2 separate regions of the Gossypium hirsutum genome follow, and region 1 is linked to region 2. A link is a contact called in public Hi-C data. All regions are on one chromosome and are shown on one strand. The core of a region is the stretch at or near the end of the contact, and the rest is flanking DNA. Distances in the headings are between cores, read along the strand shown.

Region 1 (3,100 bases), core at 576-3,075, 570 kb after region 2:
CAATTTCGTCAAGCTCATCATGGACCCTTTGTTGAACATCAGGGTGAAGCACAATCCTTGCTAGTATCCACTCCATCAAGACCGCAACGGTATCAGCTCCCCTGAATATCATTTCCTACACACACACACATTAAAAAAAAAAGAAAAAAAGACCGTACGTACGTATTCAGTACCAGAAATATTATTATTATTTGATTTGTAATTTAGTGAACTTGTTTGGACAAAAAATACTATTACACATGTGACGAATAGTAATTATTATAGTATAGCTCACCCACAGAACGGCGATCATGTCGGAGTCTGATATTTTATCGGCACCTTGAAGAGAAAGTAAAACATCGACGAAATCTTGTGTTTCGCAGTTTGTTTTGTGTCTGTGTTGGGATATAATTCGGGCCACAAAGCGGTTAACTTTGGGCACAAGGTTGGAGCATCGAACTCTGATTTTTTGAGGGTCGAAATCGGCTAGCCATGGAAGATGGTCGGACCAATTTAATGAGCCCAGTAAATCGTAGCCTTCTTCAACCAAAGCTCGAAGTTGTTCGACTTCATTGCTGGTGGAATTTAAGTTATATTTTCGTCCGAATATTGAAGCCATCATGTTGTTTAGAGAAGCTCGTTTGAGCAGTTGGCGGACGTGGAAGCTTTGGTTATGGAGAGCAAATAAGGTGACCATTTCAGAGGCGATCTGGCGTCTCTGTTCCTCGGCACCTCTGATTTGCTTAGGACAGAAAAGGTGCGTAGCCGCGATTCTCCTCAGGGTTCGCCAGTAAACCCCGTAAGGTGCGAACCCGATTGCTCTGTTGAACATCAAGCTATAAGCCGACTCTTTTACCGGCCTATCAGCAAACACAGAGCTGTTGAGAATCTCTCTCGCTACATCCGAATTGCACGTGACGATAACACGAGTGTCACCCAGGCTAAAGGCCATTAGCCTCTTGGCTTTGCATGCTTCTGCTGCGGCCGCAATCCGGTGGTGAGCCAAGGAGCTGGCCATCAGCTTCATGCTGCCTATTAGAGGCAAACCTCTAGGCCCTGGAATTCTCCTCTTGTTAGCAGCAGTAAGTGAGGAACGGTTCACGATCCTGTACTTGCCCCAGGCTGGGCCACCAGGGTAAGCCCAGTAGACAAGGGTCATGATTAGCCAGGCAAGAAGAATGATGAAAATCGACCATGCAAAGCTTTCTTGAGAAAAGGTTCGCCATTTGGATGCAAGGGCAAACACCCAAACACTCTCTATCTCACTTCTCATGGCGTTGGAGGCTGGATTCTGGGAATTGAAACAAGGGGAGTACAAGGATGCTGGCTTTTATATTTTAGGGTGTAAACACTAATGAGTGCGGATGCTATTTATACAGGGGCGGATGCGCTTAGACGGTCACAAAATCAATAACCCTCCTTACGGGAGAAATACTGCCAAATGCCGATATTTGTGGTAAAATCTTGAATGTTTTTTAAATGTATTTTAAGAACACCGTAATTTCGTTTTCTTTATATAAAGTAGTTGCGCCGCCACGATTGCATGACGGAGTACAGGGAAAAGATATCTCCGACATTGGAGCGCGTGGAAACACACCCTTATTTCCTGGGATCGTGTGCTTAGTGGCTGACGTTTATATGTCGGGAACTAGACCGCACAAAATGAATAAATATGTGCTAAAAGAAATTGGGTTGACCTATTCTGGACTATGCAAATGAGCCCTAGATTGAGGCCCAATTGTGGAGTGTGAAACCAATAAAAATTCCTCAACGTTAGCGTGACATAATTATTTAACCCACTATTTTGTGTAATATATATATGAATCAGTAATGAAAAAAAAATGATTTTCAAGAATGCTCCCTCGTTGAACCTTTTTGATAGAATGAAGTAACGAACAAAAAGGTTGGGAGGAAGAGAAATATTGATTTACTAGTTTTGATGATGTCATTTTCAATCCCAACCAAGAAATGTTCCTTTGTAGTGTACTAAAAATAAATTGAATATGGACACATGAGTTTGGTATACTGAACTGTAATCTTTATTTTATACAAAGATTGAGAAATAGATGATGAAAATTAAAAGGGTGGCGCGTGAAGAGGACAAATTCCTCGGACAAGTTAACATGGGTGTTAAAAATGTTCAAGTTACCAAGGAATGACACGAGGGGGTCGTGTGGACGGATGTTGTCGGGTGGCAAAGCAACTGTAGCACATGACACCCATGCCTTCTACCATCATTCACTGCTTTTAGGCGTAAATAAAAAAAAAAAACATGACACCCAGCGATGGCTTAAATACGCCCATATCTAAATCCCTTCCCACAAACACCAAAAACCGTATTTCAACCATCGCCTGGCTTGTCGACACGTGTTCCTTTCATGCAATGTCTGATGGTGACAACTCCTGCTTCTCGCTTCCCTCTCCTATTCCCTTTAATGCCCATGCTTTGTTTGCATTTATCACCGTCCATGTGTCTTGGATACATGGTTATAGTTGTCAAACTCTGGAATAAATATGCTGTTCACGTGGCAGTTATTGAACGTCCTGGATTTTTGAAGTTGCAGTATGACCAATCCCTGACCGTTGATCTTGTTTGGCTTGAAGCAATCAGGTAGTCAACACTCAAAAGCTTGAAGCCTTTTCAATTTCTCAGTTTCCTAGAAAGGGCAAGACCAATACCAAAGACTAAACCATGGTCAATGTCACAAGAACTTAATATCAAAAGTTGTTATGGAGCTGTAAAAATTTAATGCAGTTCAAATTTTGTGAATGAGAAATATATATCAAAAGGGTCTTACATTTTGTCTAAAAAAAAAAAACCATAAGTGATATGCTGAGTTTATGGTATTTGGTCAATTAAGAATATTTGTTGAGTGAATGTACTGAATTAGGCAAAATAAAGGTGTAAAATAATTATAAATCAAATCTATTGTAGTAGGAGGAAACAGTTCAGTTGACTAAACTTGACCCACCACTCACTAATTATTTTCATTCAAAAAGGGAAAATAATGCAAATTGTCGGAGATAGCAGCCAAAGAAATGAATTAATCTTAATGTGTACTAAATTACTCTTCTCACCATTCGGTGAAGCATCAGATTATAATAATAATAATAATAACAT
Region 2 (3,266 bases), core at 560-3,059:
TGAAATGAAAACAACAATAGTAATAAAATTAGTTATTATAGCATGAGATTAAATATTATAGTAATGATATTACAATCAGTTGTAAAATATGTGAATAGATTTAATTACTTTTATAATGGGCATGTGAGAATAAAAAATAATTATTAAGGATACTAGGAAAAGAATGGTACATAATTGAAGTTTAAATTATTTCATTTTCATAAAAATTTTAAAAATAGGTTAAATTGTAATTTTACTAATTAAATAATATATCATGATATTTTTTATTATTGATGTAATTATTTATTATTTATTTAAATAATTATTTTCTTTAATTCAAATGTTTTTACTATTGTTTGTAAGCAAACAACAATGAAAATAGCAAAACAACGTGCAAATAGAAATGAGCAAAGAGGGAAGAGAGAAATATGAGAAGAGTGGCTAGTGTTAAAACATGAAAATAAAATAGGATTTATTGTAACATTTAGGGGGTCTCGTTGATCGAATATTACATACAACTTATAGTGTAATATTTCGAAATAAGATTAGAATGTTTGGATTCTCAATATTCCAATTATTTAGTAATCTTATATTCTTAAACAATATCGAGATGCTATAATATAGAGTGTAATCTTATTACGACCACTTTTTCAGATTTTTAAGATTTTAAAAACAGTCTGAACTTTAAAAAACTCAATAGAAAAAAGGAGTCAAGAGTGCTCTCATTGAACTTCCCGAAGAAACAGCGAGTACTGTGGTTGGGAAGAAGATGAGCAGTGTCTTCGAATCGAAGGACGAAAAAAACGAAATTGCTCTCCTTGAGGAGTAGTTAATCCAACTAACGGTGAAAAATTCATTAGTAACTCCATCAGAAAATCTGACGCTGATCTGCTCTATTTGTACAAAGAAAACATATAATCCAGATAGCTTGCGAGCACAATTACGAAGCATATGGAAAACAAAAAAGAAGTTCGAGATTCTTATCGCAGGGCAAAATCTGTTTACGATCTCTTTTAAAGATGAGGAGGCCTTGGAACAGATCTTGGAAAGGCATCCATGGCTAATTCGAAAACAATTAATCATTTTTGATAGACTGACGCAACCTCTGGAGAGAAACAAGAATCAACTAACCTTCTCCCTGTTTTGGATGAAAGTTGGCCCGTGTCCACCAGAATGTGACAAAAAGGATTTGATGCATGCAATTGGATCTACTTTTGGGGGAGTTATTAGATCTGATATAAAAGGGGAATTCTGTTGAATCAAAGTTAACCTAGATGTTCAAAAATAATTAAGAAAGGGTGTCTTTGTTTCTCCGAATGAGAAAGAGAAAATATGGATGAAAATATGGATATCCTTTAAATATGAAAATCTCCTAACTTTCTATTTTGGTTGCGGAAGAATGGGCAATGAGATTAAGGAATGTTCGGAAACAAGCCCGGAAGATCGTATAAAGGTAGATGATGAGCATCCTTTCTCAATAGCACTTAAGGCAAAATCTTCCATGGTAGGGAAAGAATGTCTAATTTTTGGATCAATACAGAAAAAATCAATGAAGCAATGTTTTTACGCGGGAGAGGAACTGGGGAAAAAAGAAGATGCTCTTTTGCTAGAAAAGTCTATTCCATATCGTCGGCCGGAGAGTGAAGTTAGATCGATAAAGAACTCCGGGAAGTGGGAAACGGAGAAAATACAGGAAAATTCCGAAGAAAGAGATTCTAATTTTTCTCCCTAAGTTTTGGCTACAAAAGAGGAAGAAGAGTCCAAAAAGAATTGGTGCCCTACAACAGATACTTTAAATGCAAACTCTAATAAGTGGGACCTACAATAGAGGTGGAGCAGGCCATCATAAATTGGTATTGTGCTACGGAAAATGATAAAAAAAATCTGAGGATAAAGGGCCCATTAATCCAAAAGAAATATTTCAATTGGGCCACAAAAAAAGAAGCTGGCGCCGATTATACCATAAGGGAAATAGCGACTCAAATATGACTGATCTTACAATAGGTAAACGAAAACTACATCAAGAGGAAGCGTCCGATTTTGGACCATTAGCTGAAAACATAACAAAAAACCAAGAACTGATGAGGGAAATTTGGATGGTAGTACAATAATGGAGATGATGAGGTCTATAGAGGATGAAGATGTTTTTTCACAAATTATATCAGCGGCTGGCAAATGGCCAGCTAACCGGAACCAATGAAAATTCTATGCTAGAATGCCAGAGGTTTGGGGAATCCTCAAGCTTTTCGAAGGCTTCAACACACGTTGAAGATATATAAAACCCAAATGGTCTTCTTAATGGAGACAAAATTAGATTGTATCTGAATGGAACGTCTTCGAAAACGGTGTGGCGAATCGAATCTCTTTAGAAAGATCTTTTGTCTCATGGTAGCCTGCTCCAGTCCCCTTACGAAACTTTTTTCTTAATGGGATGGATATTCCAGGTAATGGTTCGCGAGGTGGGTTAAGTCTTGCATGGAATGGAAACAATCTAGTTCATGTCTGTAGCTATTCAAAAAATCATATTGATGTGGAAATTAAGGAAGAAGATAATCCATATACGTGGCAATTCACTAGATTTTATGGCAATCCCAGTCATTCAAACAAGCAAGAGTCATGGAATCTACTTCACCGACTAAGGAACAATTGCTTAATACCGTGGTGTGTCTGTGGAGACTTCAATGAGATCATGTATGCACACGAGAAAATGGGAGGGGCAATAAGAGACGAAAGGTAGACGGAGGAATTTCGAAAAACCCTGGAAGAATGCGATCTAACTGATATGGGATATAGTGGACAAAAATTTACTTGGGAAAAAGGTAATTTTGCGGATACAAACATAAGGGATCAGCTCAATAAGAGAGTAGCAAATTCGGAATGGCTGAATTTATTTTTTTATTATTTGGTACAACATCCACCACATTTTTTCTCTGATTATTGCCCAATTTTAATCCAAACAAGGTCAAAAGTAAAACAATATGGGGGTAATCTATTCAAGTTCGAATCATAGTGGATAACTGAGCCTTCATGTGAAGAAGTTGTTAAGAATTTATGGAAGGAGAAAACTGGCAGTGTATTGGATAAACTTGAGCATACCCGAATTGGTTTACAGAGATGAGGAAAAATATTAAGGGAAACCGAGTCAAGAGATCACAACTTCTTCGAGAAAGATTGGTTGAACTTGATGGAATACCGAGGGAGGATGATACTCTAATAGAGATGATTGACGTGAAGCTAAATTTAAACTAGGAAATGAAAAAAGAGGAGATGTACTGTGAACAAAGAGC

The links. A called contact is a pair of places that touch in the nucleus more often than the background predicts.
Region 1: a Hi-C map of leaf shows a contact between it and region 2, with 2.4 times the contacts expected there. The contact joins the promoter of LOC107920311 here to the enhancer-like site in region 2. A contact is called at or near these places in 8 of 34 Hi-C or Micro-C datasets (callus, fibers and leaf).

Annotation. Positions count from the first base shown.
Region 1 is chrA08:100,305,354-100,308,453 of Gossypium_hirsutum_v2.1, forward strand. LOC107920311 (cytochrome P450 78A9) reads right to left here and starts at 1,826. Exons shown (of 2, transcript XM_016849957.2): 1 at 275-1,826; 2 at 1-115. The coding sequence starts at 1,252.
Region 2 is chrA08:99,732,267-99,735,532 of Gossypium_hirsutum_v2.1, forward strand. No RefSeq gene overlaps it. Among protein-coding and RNA genes, the nearest start is that of LOC121204520, 9.0 kb to the left of the region's middle. Within about 2 kb of position 1,810, at least 9 of the 9 cell types and tissues checked have an H3K27ac peak or open chromatin away from gene starts, as enhancers often do. A contact at or near this core is called in fibers and leaf, where this site is marked.